Regions from separate parts of the Zea mays genome. Here region 1 is linked to region 2. The links are chromatin contacts, called in public Hi-C maps. All regions are on one chromosome and are shown on one strand. The core of a region is the stretch at or near the end of the contact, and the rest is flanking DNA. Distances in the headings are between cores, read along the strand shown. Region 1 holds the start of LOC100276287. Region 2 holds the start of LOC542348 (translational initiation factor eIF-4A).

Region 1 (7,296 bases), core at 3,039-5,538, 280 kb after region 2:
ATCCTTATTAGAAGTCATATTAAATCTAAATTTCTTGGAGACTTTTTTCTAAATCTCAAAACTATGATTTTGAGGTGTTACAAATTCTACTGCCTTAAAAATAATCTCGTCCTCGAGATTAGTAAGAAAAAGGGATGTATCTCAATCTTGTTTCAAAACATATGCACAATCAATAATCTCAGCGTGATGCATAACTTGTTATTAAAACATAGGTTCAAATAGACCTTATTACTATTCCTAAAATAATAAAGAACTAGCTACTACCTAAGGCCTTATTTAGGTCTTACAAATACTATTCCCTAAAAAAATACTCTAATCTTGTTGCTCATTTCCTCCTTCACGGGCTTCTTCACCTTGAACCAGCACATCTTCCTGGTTTTCGGGTTCTTCGAGTTCAGCTTCTGCTTTCACATGATTGACTTGTCCCCGATTGACAGATAAGGGCTGACTCTTTCCTCCTGAGACCTGGTCCTACTTCATCGGAGCTGGAGTAGTGTAAGCAACCCTATTGGGACATTAGTTGGCATAATGTCTAGCCTGTCCACACTTAAAACACGACCTGTTTGTGGATGCATTAGGAGAAACAGGTCCCACGGGGATGCTTGCTTGAGGAGGAGCAGATTGGGTTTGTTGAGGCTGTTGTCCGAGACTGCCATGAGCTGGTGTGCCTTGAGGTGTAGCATAACGGGGACGAGTACTACTTTCAGCCTGTCCCTGGATAGTAGACTTTCTTTTATCTCCTAGCTCAACTCGCTTGTGTTCCAGAGCTATAGCCTTGTCCAGCAGTTTCTAGAAGGACGGGAATGAGTGAGACATCAGTTGGTATTGAAGTGGCCTGATCAATCCCTCCAGAAATAGTTTCTACTTTTTCTCATCATCATCAACTTGTGTTGGATTATGAGAATTGTCTATGATCCTAGAGGGCTACTAGAAGTGAGTACCACCGGTCCGGAAATGGATGGGGTGTTACATCGACAAGTCAGATATTATAATTGATAAACATAAATATTATATTTCATCTTAGCCAAAAGATCGAGAAAGATATGAGTTAAAAATAAGCTCAACCCCTTTTATAGCTTGCTCGGTCGCTCGTCCTACTTCAACTAGCGATGTGGTACTACGTGGGAGCGTTGCGCCGCATGTGACTTTCTATCGTGTTGGGACTTAGCTAGTTTCTCATGACACTACGTGAGAGCGTTGCGCTGCTAGTGACTTCCTATCGTGTTGGGACTTATCTAGTTTCTCATGGCACACCTATCGTGTTGCGCTCCGACGCAGTACCATCTCGTTAGTTGAATAAGGACAAGCGAGCTATTAAAAAATATGTTGGACTCCTTTTCAGCTAATACATTTTCAACCTTTTATCTAAGATGAAGTATAATATTTGTTTTTATCAGTTTAATATTTAATATATAGACATTATATTTACTTTAATATTATTTTTAAATAAAATATTATTATTCCCGTCACAACGCGTGTGCATTTTGCTATGTCGAACATATCTGACGTTTCAACGCGACATATCCGACTACCACTCTATTACGAACCCACTCACGTTGTTTTGTTTTAATAGAAAATATTTTCGTGGAAATAATATTTCAGACATGAATATAAACCAAACAAAAACAAAAAAGCTATTTTCGGGGGAACAAAATAAGTTATACAATGTCCTTTTTTACAAAGCACCTATATAGAATGGCAAAACTCATGGAACATCCAATGCTGCACAGAACATAATTACACGAATCAGAGCATATAGAGTAATTAGATAGTGCATATAGTACACACTACCTTCGTTCTTGAATATTTGTCACCTGCTAATTTATTTTTGAACTAAAACACAACGAATGAAAAAGAACGGAGGAAGTAGAATAATTAGACAGTGCTCAAATGCCTCTAGATTCAAAAACTTTTTTTGGTAGATGCAAAACCTCTTCTTGGCTTGGAGGTAGAGCTGGACATAAAACCCGAGCCTAAAGCACTAAGCCCGAAATATCCAAATCTATATCCATTTAGCCCAAAACCTGTTACCCGAATAATTCCAGCAAATATCGAAACTGATTATTCGAATTTAGTTCGACCTAATTAAGTATTAACCTGCTATATCCGAAGTACCTATTTAACGCAGAAATTGCTTAGCAGGTCAAGGTCAGCAAGCAGCCAAGGGTCGTGTCCACGCCCGAGAGGCCGACTGGTCAAGACCGCATTGTTTATAAAATCGCTAAAAACTGGTGGTAAACCGATCTGTTTACGGTTTCGGTAAACCATCGGTTCTTTTTCAAAATTTGTTTGAAATTCAAAAGATTTAAAAAAATTCATAAAAACCGAAAACCACTGGTAAACCATTTTCAGGGATCGGTAAACTGTTATTTGAGACCGGTAAACCGCCAATTTTTGCTGGAAAACCGGATTTAATGCCAAAATTGAGTATTTAGTGGTCAATTTAGACTAAGTCTTGTTTACTATTATATGATATATGTGAAGATGTTATATGTTAAAAGTGAAGATAAACCCATAGCTCAAGTCCATTTTAGGCATTTAGTGGTCAATTTCGGTTTCATTTCCTGTCCAAGATGAAACCCGTAGATCAAGTAGTTTCGGTTCTTCTAATAACTATCCGTCTAGACAAGACTCAATCTAGAACCCTTAGCTCTAGTTCTTTTATATGTGTTCCTAAGATTTGCTTATCAGGAGAAAAGTCCAACACTTAGTGAGGTGCACATAAAATACACAAACACCAAACACACATACCGGTATGTTTTTTTGCTTTGTGGATAAATATTTATTTGCCATTCTTATTTTCTCGCTAATGTATCTTACATATTTTGTATAGACCTATCACTATCACTATAACGGATTGGAACAATATCACGATCCTTCCAACATACCTGAGTACTATCACTATGACTCGAGATAAACATGTGAGTATTGTGAAATAATTCGACTTATGTGTCGTTGCCTCGTTTGAGAGTTATAAAAGAACTTATATTTGAGTATTGTGAAGTTCGCTGATTGTTTGTTGCATGAGAGTTGGAGTTTGTGGTTGCATATGTATGCTATATGTTATTTTGGTGAATACATGTCGTGTGGATTAATTAATATTTAGTGTGCAATGTGAATTGAGCAAACTACAAATAAATCTTGTTAAAAAATTCACATTTTCCGTAAAAACAACAAAAACCAGTTAGTTTCGCGATTAACCGGCGGTTTAAAGCGATTTTTCACCGGTTTTTCACCGATAAACCGGTTCAAATTCAAATTGATTTGAATTGGTCAAACCAATCGATTTTTACCGGTTTACCGTTGGTAAACCGTTACCAGTGGGGGATAGTTTTTAACTCTGGAACGGTTTTGTAAACCGTAAGACCCGGTGCTGCTGCACTGTGCATGTGCTTATGTGTCGTGTGTGTGCTGCTGCTAGCCTAGGCCTACTGTGCCGTGTGTTGGTGTGTGTGGACCTTGTGTGTGACTGTAATTCCGACCCCATGGATTGGGAGCTAGCGTGGATTGTGTCTGTGTTAGAGATATCAATGGGGAATTCTTCACCGGGTTATAGTATCCCAGACCCATCCTTATCATATTTGATTTATCCTCATACTCATTCTCATACCTATCATGGGTGCAAAACTCATCCCATACTCATCCCCATTCGGGTTTCGGGTCCCCAATAGGTTCCCATCCCCAATTAAGGGATAACTAGGTACTAACAGTCAGTATAAACTATCCAGATTTCATATATCACTACATCGGCAAGCACTCATACATGAACCATGATCTATTCATCCATCCATCAAAAAAGAAATCAGTACTTCGGGACCAATAGAAGAAATGGAGAAATGGAATCTTCTTACCTTTCTTGGTCACCATCCGAGTTCGTTGGCGCCTGAGAATCTATGGTCGTCACCGTCATCCTAGGCTTCTAGCAGTCGGCGTAGTGTATGGCTGATTATTTTAGTGTTTTGTTTTTTTGCTATTCTGCTAGTTGCCTTGTGAGAGCCGGTCGGACGTGTGGACATTGGACAGTGGAGAGTGAACACTCGGTTGCTGTGTTGCTGTGTGTTTCGGTTCAGACTTTCAGTTTCACTGTTTGTGCCTTGGTGCTATGATTTTGTGTGTGTTGTTTGTCTCGGTGTTTAATATCGGGTAGTTTAATGTTATCCAAACCTGAACTCGAAATTGTGGGTAGCCAAAACTTCACGTTCAAGTTCGACTGATGAAAACCAGAAATATAAAAAAACCTCAAAAGCCCTATCCGAAAATTCGGTAAAGCCGAACTCCCAGCCTGACCTGGAGTGAGTCGAGCAGAAGCAGAGTTTGCAGTCTGAGAAGACCCCTGTGCTGTCCAGCCAACTTTTCCACCTCAGTCTTGGATGCCCCCCCTCCGCCGTCTAGATCTCCCCAACTCCTCCGTCCTCTTGCTTCCTGTCGTCGACCTCGGTGGCCGCCGCGAGCTGCGGGTGGTTCATCGCCGTCGACCTCGCCTCTCCGCTCCTTCTGCACTGCCTGTTACCGGCTTCCTGGTGGTCGACCGGTGCGGCGCGGGTCGTCAGTGAAGCTCCGACTATCCGGATTGACTCGGATCGACCTCTCCTCTCGTGGGTAAGCGACTCGAGCTTTGCCTCAGTTGGAGGTTGGAGTTCGCTGCTCGCCTTGTCCTTGGCGACCTTCCTGTCCCGTCTGCGCTGCGAGCGTTAAAATTCGATTTTTTTTTCTAACCCGGTTACCTGTGGACTCTTGAGCTGCGTGGTGTCCTAGTTATGGAGTCGAGAATCCATCTAAAATCTTGCCTAGGGTCTTCAGCGCCTCAAGCAAGGTTGCGGCCATGCCATTTTGGAGTCCATCTGGCGATATTAGCTGGCAAGGTTTAGGGAGGGTTTTGTGCTGTGCTGTGGAAAATTTGATGAGCGGCTGCGTGGACATGTGACAAGTACGTGGAAATAGACAGTGAAGAGAATTTAGCTTAAAATTGGTACAGGCCATGAACCAGGGAGCATAAGGGAAAAAAAGAGAGATAAGGCAGACAGAGCTTGTATTTCGTATTATCCCTAATAACTTGAGTTCATTTATGGGTAGAAACTGGCAAGTTCCAGGTAAAAAGTCAACTGTCCTGCTTTATTTTGTAACCTAGAACGACTTGTAGAATCTCCTACTTGTTAACTAGAGCGTTGGTTTGATTAAAATGTGTAGTTGTTTTTCATTTTTGGGTAACAAGTATATATATAGTTTTTCCCCATTTTTTTTATTTGTAAGCACCTCCATCAATATTTATTTTTACTTTGTATATGTTTTAATATTCTGTCCTTTAGTATGCACATGTAGTTTTAAACTTTGGATTCAACCTAGTGCAATATCAAGCAGTTTCTGAACTGTTGTTTGTCTTCGAAATAGTTTAATCTTCTATATATACATGTCTTTTTGTTATACAATATGGATTGTTGGTCAAGACACAAAAAAATGGTACTTTTGGCTGAAAGCCTGAAGGTTAAACTAAAATTTCCTTTTTCCCTGTGTTGTCCAGGTTTTTGGATTTTGATCAGTTATATCAGAGGAGTGCTTATGGATGATTTCATGGCTGTAGCTTGCTAGGCCCTGCTTTCCTGTTTGTACAGATACATCATGGCACCACGCAGTAGGCCTTCGTCTAAAAGGCCTCTCTGGTTCATCGTGTTGGTTGCATTTGTCTGTGCAGTAGCCATTGGAGCCTACCTTTATACTCCACGGCATTACACAGCATGTTATCTGGTACCATCAGAAGCCTGCAATTCTCGGCCTCCTCCAGAACCTGCTAGGGTATACACTGATGATGAGATCGCTGCTCGTGCTATCATGAGAGACATCATCCGGGCACGGCCAGTGCAGTCAAAGAATCCAAAAATTGCTTTCATGTTCTTGACGCCCAGTTCATTGCCATTTGAGAAACTGTGGGAAAAATTCTTCATGGTATGGTTTTTGCAGTATTTGCGAATTGCGAGTCGTAGCAAAATTGACTCAATGATTGTGTTTCATCATGTAGCACTAATATTCTCTCCTATTAGGAAAGTAAACTGTAAACAAACTCTATTTGACATACTATCTCATATAAGAACAAAGATATATCCATTGTTGCTTGCGCACCTGAGTGTGTATGCGTATCAAATCTAACCACTTGAGTTTTCTTTCAGGGACATGAAGACCGATACACCATATATGTGCATGCATCAAGAGATAGACCAATTCATGCAAGTCCAGTATTCTCTGGCAGGGATATTCGAAGTGAAAAGGTATCTAACTAGCATTGGCTTAAATCTGTACTATCCTCATTGATTTACGAAGAAAATATTTTCTAGCCTTCAGTATAATACACACTGATTTTGAAGAAAAAAATGTTTTGTTTTCTCTCAGAGTGCCGTCTCTAATGATTGTAGAACCCCATTCTTTAAACGGATGGATATAGTTTGTAGAGTACGTCCCGGGATTTATTAATGTTGTTGAACCATCACCTGTACATATCATGTCCAGTAGTACGTGCCTACAGCAACCGTGTCCAAGACTATTTTGAAGTCAATGTCAAAGTTTTAGCTATAGTTGTTGTAGGATCTAATTTTTCAATTTTCTCGCCAGGTGATCTGGGGCACAATTTCTATGGTTGATGCTGAAAAGCGGCTCTTGGCCCATGCCCTACAAGACCCTGAAAACCAGCATTTTGTCTTGCTTTCTGAGAGGTTAATCATTTTTCATTTGTTCTGTTCCCATATAAATTTGAGTGATAGGCCCCGTATCCTAACACTTTATTCTAATTGCAGCTGTGTCTGTGTGCCACTTCATAACTTTGATTATATATATAGTTATCTCATGGAGACAAACGTCAGTTTTGTTGACTGGTAAGTGAACATACTTACACAAAGCAAAACATTAACTTTCCCCCTTGTCAGAGTTGAGAAGATATTTGATTTAAGATATGCTTTTTTTAAATTATGTTTTTTTAATAAGAATTTTGCTTATAACATGCTGAATTATCTTTTTTTTCCCTCAGTTTTGATGATCCTGGTCCACATGGAGCAGGTAGATATTCTGACCATATGTTACCTGAAATTGTGAAGAAAGATTGGAGAAAGGGTGCACAGGTGATCATTTCATATGACTGATCGCTTGCCCTAGAAAGTGGAACTTTATGATTGTTTCATTTTTTTTTGTAGTGACTTTTTTTTTGGCTTCCAATAATCCTCTATAGTTCAAATTCGATTACTTATTACACCTGTTATGGCTTCTCATAGTTAACCTTGAATGTTTTCATGTATTCTTCTCTTGCAGTGGTTT
Region 2 (7,451 bases), core at 615-3,114:
AATATTCCGCACTCCGAATTTATTTCTAACCCTAACCCCAGGCATAGTGTGTGTCTAAAGTTTATAATTTCCAAGTTTCTCCTATTCAGCCCAATCTAGACGACTTTCACCACCACTTCCGCCATTTGGCATCGTCGTCTCGGTCACCCTAGACCTAACGTGATGTCCTAGCCCTCCAGCCGCTCAGATACCTCTTGTAACCGGGGACCCTCTGAGCGCCTCTGTCATCCTTGTCCGCTCGGTCATCATTCTCGTCTTCCATTTTCCACTTCCACATCCAGGGCTGCTCAGGCCTTTGATCTCGTTCATTATGATCTCTGGACTTCTCCTGTCTTCAGCCTCTCTAGTTATAAATACTACCTGGTCATTCTAGATGACTTTTCACTTTCTTTGGACTTTTCCTCTACGCATAAAGTCTGATACCTTTCCCACCTTCGCCCACTTCTTCGCTTAGGTCTCCAAGCAATTATAAAAATGTAATTCTAAAAGTAAATTACTCAAAATTAAATATGTATAGTAATGCAATGGTTAGAAGACCATCAATGTTTTTCCTAATATCTTGAAGAGTTAATACTCCCTACGAATCTTTGTTGGAGCATCCGTGTAAGGGTGTTGTTTCTCCTTGGTCTGCGTAAGGATCGAGTGTTCTCTATGAATTTATCCTTTCATAAAGGATTGCTTTAATTATTGGAAGGGATATGTATGGGTTAGTTTGGTTTAGTTTAGGTTTTGGATGTGAAAAAAAACTGATGTGGTCTATGATTTGTAAAAAATTAAAAGTCGTTTGAAGGATTTGACTGTAGCTATGGGAGACACGGACGACCGAGGAGTTGCGGATGTCAATTGAGGGCAATGGGAAAGAACGAAACATTTTTTTCTACTCACCTGAGGCAGGCGGGTAAAAGGTTTTCCATCTTAAAGTCACTAAAAGATGGTTTAGATGTGCTTTTAATTGTCTACCACAAAAAAACGGCTTTGAAAAAAGTCATTGGTTAGAACGAGACCTTTAGTTTAGCTTTAAACTTTTGGAGCGCATAAACAACACCCAAAAACAAAAAGACGTCTCAAACACACACTAAGTAGCTCTAAGAGGTGAAGCTCATATGCCATCGTCCAATGCTTGTTTGGATGCATATCTATACTACTCTATTAAGAACCTAATTTAGGCATCTGGTGCTATCACGCCAGCGTCCGCAAAAAATAGTGTAGAACGAGCACTCGAACCACACACCTCTTTTTTTGCCCCACAATTTTGTGGCTAACCACCAGACCACACGTAACTTAGTGTTTAGAAATAAACAATAATTATATTTGTAGCCTAGACGCCGCTCCCACGCTCTCCCGCCTCGTGGCAACGCACGGACACATATCTAGTGACTAGTTATCAATTGGAACTATAAATCAGTCTAAACTAGTTATGATTGACTGGTTAACCACTAGTTAAAGGGTTAGTAAAAAATTAGTGCATCTATTATCTTCTTTTATTTAAATGTCACCGAATAATTTTTAGCTAGCTAGTAATTACCTCGGGTATCGAACCGATTTTTTAGTTGTGAATGCACCTAATGTTAATTATTCATTTATTTGAGTTCACACCCAAACTGGAGGAAATAGAATCGTCTCTCTCTTCCGACAGCCTGTTCCTGAAAGGAAATCAGATCACACCAGCTGGAGTACAGCCTGTTCATTCAAAGACAAGATCTCCGAAGATAAAATAAAAACACCAAACAGGAATGTAAATAAACAGAAAAAGAGAGGCAAACACGGGCCTAGGCCCTGGATAGCCCAGGAGCGGCCCACGCGAGAAAGAAACCCTACCGTTCGGGGTGGTGGCATCCGGGATTCGTCCACACCCAGGCACATAAAAGCCGCCTCTCGCCGCCGACTGCAAACCCTCGTTTTTCTCTCTCCTGCGCTGCGCCGTCCTTCACCTCCGCCGCCGAATCCGAGACTCTGATCTCGGGTTCACCGCAGCGCACAGAGCACCCCTGACTCCCGGCCCGATCCGCGCTCTCCTCTCCGACGCTTCAGGTGGTCGTCTCCTCCGGATCTCTTGCTGCCTCGCTTGTTATTCCGTTGCTTTTCGGTGTCCGATCTGCCGCGGCGGTGGGTCTCGGTCCATCTGGCGGCGCTGCCCGTGTGGATCTGTGCCGATTCGGTGGGAGTGGTAGTCATTTTGACGGTTCTGGATTGAGGGACAGGTCTGCGCGCGGAAATACTAACTTTCCCCCTTTGTCTGATGTGGGGCTTTCGGCTCTACACACGATTTCTTACGTAGGACTTGATTGATTTTGTATGAAGATATAATGTGTTTTTTGTGCTCATATTGCAAAACTACTAGTTTCGCTCCTAGAACTGTGCTAGGCAGCTCTTTGTAGCTTGTTTGCTTTATATTTTGTCATGTAGTGTTGCGTGTTGTGCTTGATTATTGGATTCAGGCTGTTTGAGCTATGGGATGCTGCATGCTTGGTTATATTCTATTATTATGTCGTGATGAGGCAACTCTGTGTGAAAGCGATGATGGAATGGCCATAAGGATTTGTTACTTACATGATAGGTTAAAAGCTGTACATGAGGGTTCCGTATTATTCGATATTGTGTTGAACTGTAAAAAACTGTCGCTCCATTTATTTTTAGTAGGTGCTTGCCATTATATCAGTGACTGTAAAACATCAATTGTCTTGGTATGGTTCTGTTTAGATTCTCTATAACTTGAATGATGATTTGAGCATGCATTTTCTATTAATGTTGGAGCATGGATCATCATTTGTACAGTACATTGAATGATGATTTGATGCATTCATTTTGTATTGATGATTGAGCATGGATCATCATGTGTAGACTGTAGAATACAGCCGATTCCCTGTTGAGTCCTGTTGTGAATTACTGGGTACTTGCTTATCACTTGTCTACTAGCATGGTGTTTTTCTTATACTTAAAACAAATTTCATTGGTACACAAAACACTTTCCTTGTTGTAGTCTTTTAGTCAAGTTATGTTATCAGTGTAAAAATGTCGCCATTTCTTTCATAAACATCTTTTTGGTCTAGGTTCATGAATTTCTTTGTATTTGCTTGCCATAATGTTCACAAGTACTGTAACTTCTGTGTCTTAACATATTTGTTTGCTACAGTCATGGCAGGAATGGCACCCGAGGGTTCTCAGTTTGATGCTAAGCACTATGATTCTAAAATGCAGGAGCTGCTGTAAGTAATAAATCATTCTTTTAAAAAAACACTTACCTGCTTGTTTTACCATTTCTGACTTGGAGCCAAGTGATCTAATAACCTATACCTCTATATGATCATGTAATGCAGGAGCACTGGTGAGACTGAGGAGTTCTTCACTTCATATGATGAAGTTTTTGAAAGTTTTGATGACATGGGCCTTCAAGAGAATCTTCTGAGAGGCATTTATGCATATGGTAGGCTGGGAGTCTTCTGTTTATCTTCTGTTTTAGCGAGTTTTTCTTTACATGGTATTCCTCGTACTACCCATTCTTCGATGTGTAGGTTTTGAGAAACCATCTGCAATTCAGCAGAGAGGAATTGTTCCCTTCTGCAAGGGGCTTGATGTCATTCAGCAAGCACAATCTGGTACAGGAAAGACAGCAACCTTCTGTTCTGGGATCTTGCAGCAGCTTGACTATGGTCTGGTTGAATGCCAGGCCCTGGTTCTTGCTCCCACCCGTGAGCTTGCACAGCAAATTGAGAAAGTTATGCGCGCACTTGGTGACTACCTTGGTGTTAAAGTCCATGCATGCGTTGGAGGAACATCTGTTCGTGAGGACCAAAGGATTCTCGCCAGTGGTGTGCATGTTGTTGTTGGTACACCTGGTCGTGTGTTTGACATGCTGCGTAGACAGTCCCTCCGCCCTGATAACATCAAGATGTTTGTTCTTGACGAAGCTGATGAAATGCTTTCTCGTGGTTTCAAGGATCAGGTAAACACTTCTATTTTATTTCTATTCTCTCTATGCTTGATCATGGTACCTGTATTCTTTGCTAGTAAAGTGCAGAGATTAAGTTTAAATTGATTTGCCATGTTTGATTTCATTGGTTAGTTTCTTCGTGTTTAGCTAACATTTTCTTATAATTCTATGTTCTGTCACAGAAATCTGAAAATTATTCTTATAAGAGCAACTCCAAGAGATTAGCTAAAAAGACTAACCAAATTTACTGATTTAGCTACTCTCTAAAAAAGATTTTAGAGAACAAGTGTAGGCTAATCCAACAGACTCGGTAAACCTACGAACTGAATAAAGAGTGAAGTAGGCTATCCAAAAAATGGAGGGTGAATGTAAAGGGATAGAGAGCTACTAAATTTGAAGAGTCGTTTACAGAGTCTATTGGATACACTTTTCTTCTAATATTAGTTAAATTTACCTTTACAAAACCATATATCCAGTCTCTTGGAGTTGCTACAACGCGCTATCTGTTTATGGTACTCTGATTCATTTATGCCTGCTGACTTATTTCTTTGGTGGAATGCAGATTTATGACATCTTCCAGCTTCTGCCATCCAAGATTCAGGTTGGAGTCTTCTCTGCTACCATGCCACCTGAGGCCCTTGAGATTACCCGCAAGTTCATGAACAAACCAGTGAGAATTCTTGTGAAGAGAGATGAGCTGACCCTTGAGGGTATCAAGCAGTTCTATGTGAATGTGGACAAGGAAGACTGGAAGCTGGACACACTGTGTGACCTGTATGAGACCCTGGCCATTACCCAGAGTGTCATCTTTGTCAACACCCGCCGCAAGGTGGACTGGCTCACTGACAAGATGAGGAGCAGGGACCACACCGTTTCTGCCACTCATGGTGACATGGACCAGAACACTAGAGACATCATCATGAGGGAGTTCCGGTCTGGCTCCTCCCGTGTGCTCATCACCACTGACCTGCTTGCTCGTGGTATTGATGTTCAGCAGGTGTCCCTGGTCATCAACTATGATCTTCCCACCCAGCCAGAGAACTACCTGCATCGTATTGGTCGTAGTGGTCGTTTTGGTAGGAAGGGTGTTGCCATCAACTTTGTGACCCGCGACGACGAACGTATGCTGTTTGACATTCAGAAGTTCTACAACGTGTTGATTGAGGAGCTGCCTGCCAATGTTGCTGACCTTCTGTGATCAATTTCAAGAAAAAACAAAACAAAAAAGGGTGGTGAGGAACCTGGTAAGGCTTGGTTTTGTCGAAATACCGTGGGAGAGGGGGTGATAAGGACGGTGGGGTTTCTATGTTGAAGTCGTGGTCATGGACAATTTGTGATTTTTTCTCCTTTATGCCATGTTTTGGAATTTTTGTAGCTGCCTAGGCCTTGTGGTAATGTGCTGCTGTGGGGGTTCATTAGTATGAAGAGGAAGACGCTGCTGGCGCTGAGTCTTTCTCTTTATTAGTATTTTGTTTAAAACTATGTATGACCGAATGGTGGTATTTATTTGTGTCATCCTTGACTCTTATTCTGCTGCAACCAGATGTATCGTGCCATGTCTGCACCACTGGTCTTTGCTATCCTGAGTAAAACCTGTTTACTCTGTCGAGCTTGTCGCTGATACACCGATCCTAGCTGTTTTGAGTAAAACCTGTTTACTCTGTTGAGCTTGTCACCTGGTGATGCAAGGTGCTTATTGACTGGTAATGTATTTTGAAGTCGTTATACTATCTGAAACCCCTTCCTGAGCATTTGAGGTGAGTTTGTTGGCATTTGAGATGAGCTTCTTGGATCTGATAATACATACTACCTTCGTTCTCAAACATTTGTGGTCTGCTAGTTTATTTTTGCACTAAACCACGACAAATAAGGAAGGATCCTGTTGTTGAGTTTGTGCTTAATCCTCATTTGCATGTTGTAAAAAAAGAGGTATTGAGGCCTTTTGTCCTGTAGGTATTATCAGAAAGTTAACAAGGCCGTTGGGAAGGATCACTTCCCTTTGCCTTTGTTAGAGCGCAGTGAAAAACGATATTCGAGATAATGATAAATAAAGGTCGCAGTGAAAAACGATATTCGAGATAATGATAAATGACAGTTGTATTCACTTTATTGCAGGGAAGACATGCTTATATACCTATGATAGGGGTTATTCTCAAGGGGTGTGTCTCTTAGGGATGTGTTCGTCGAGCCCCTTGTTCACAAAATATTGTAACACTCTCCCTTAATCAATCCAAGTCTATTTGATCATCTATTAGCTGTCTTCTAAGATATTATCTTCTCAAAAATCCTGTGAAAAAAATAAGGAGTACATAATACTTTTGGATTATGAGTAAAACTCACATTGATCTGCAAAAGAAAATATGCTTATAATCATCATTCGTAAAAACCTCTGTGAAAATGAAAGTCGCCTAGAGGGGGTGGATAGGCGGAATCTGAAATTTATAAACTTAAGCACACACTTTAAGCCAAGGTTAGCGTTAGAACTTAAATAAAGTTCGGGAGAGAGGGAAACAAATCAACCAAGAAATAAAGCGGATGAACACGATGATTTATTTACCGAGGTTCGGTTCTAAAGAACCTAGTCCTGTTGAGGTGGTCACAAAGACCGGTTCTCTTTCAACCCTTTCCCTCTCTCAAACGGTCACTTAGATCGAGTGAGCCTTTTTTTAATCTCCTGGGTCACTTAGACCCCGCAAGGACCACCACACTTAGGTGTCTCTTGCTTCAATTACAAGTCACTTGAGAAAATAAATGAGAAAGGAAGAAGGCAATCCAAGAGGCAGGAGCTCAAAAGAACACAAAATCTCTCTCACAAGTCACTAAGTGTTTGAGATGAATTGGGGACTTGGAGAGGCTTTGATCTTTTCAAATGTGTCTATGAGTGAATGCTAGAGCTCTTGTAATGAATGTGATGCTCACAAATCTTGGATGCTTGAAGTGGTGGTGGTTGGGGGTATTTATAGCCCTCAACCACCAAACAACCGTTGGGACAGGCTGTTGTCGATGGGCGCACCGGATAGTCCGGTGCGCCACCGAACACTGTCCGGTGCGCCAGCCACGTCACCCAACCGTTAGAGATCTGGAGCTTTTGACCGTTGGAGGCTTTGTCCTCTAGTGGCACCGGACAGTCCGGTGCCGCACCGGACAGACACTGTTCAGTGTCCGGTGCGCCTCTGACCTGTGGCTCTGACTCTGCGCGTACTGTTCATCGCTGTTCATCTGATCACCGTGCTTTTGTAGTCAACCGTTGCACGAAGTAGTCGTTGCTCCGCTGTTGAAACCGGACAGTCCGGTGGCACACCGGACAGTCCGATGAATTATAGCAGAGCGAGCCTGGAGAATCCCGAGAGTGCCTATTTGGACTCTGTACGGCACTGGTGCACCGGACACTGTCCGGTGGCACACCGGACAGTCCGGTGCGCCAGACCAGAGCACATTCGGTTTCTTTGCTCCTTTGAATTTGATCCCTAACTTCAATCTTTTATTGGTTTGTGTTGAACCTTTATGCACCTGTAAAACA

Evidence for each region. A called contact is a pair of places that touch in the nucleus more often than the background predicts.
Region 1: a Hi-C map of ear shows a contact between it and region 2, with 3 times the contacts expected there. The contact joins the promoter of LOC100276287 here to the promoter of LOC542348 in region 2. A contact is called at or near these places in 6 of 25 Hi-C or Micro-C datasets (bundle sheath, ear, endosperm and 2 more).

What each region holds. Positions count from the first base shown.
Region 1 is chr6:96,696,019-96,703,314 of Zm-B73-REFERENCE-NAM-5.0, forward strand. It overlaps LOC100276287, which reads left to right and starts at 4,289. Exons shown (of 11, transcript NM_001150112.2): 1 at 4,289-4,599; 2 at 5,519-5,940; 3 at 6,162-6,260; 4 at 6,601-6,701; 5 at 6,783-6,860; 6 at 7,013-7,103; 7 at 7,291-7,296. The coding sequence starts at 5,617.
Region 2 is chr6:96,422,392-96,429,842 of Zm-B73-REFERENCE-NAM-5.0, forward strand. It overlaps LOC542348 (translational initiation factor eIF-4A), which reads left to right and starts at 1,865. Exons shown (of 5, transcript NM_001111926.2): 1 at 1,865-2,031; 2 at 3,134-3,206; 3 at 3,318-3,424; 4 at 3,513-3,943; 5 at 4,494-5,533. The coding sequence starts at 3,136. The coding sequence ends at 5,129.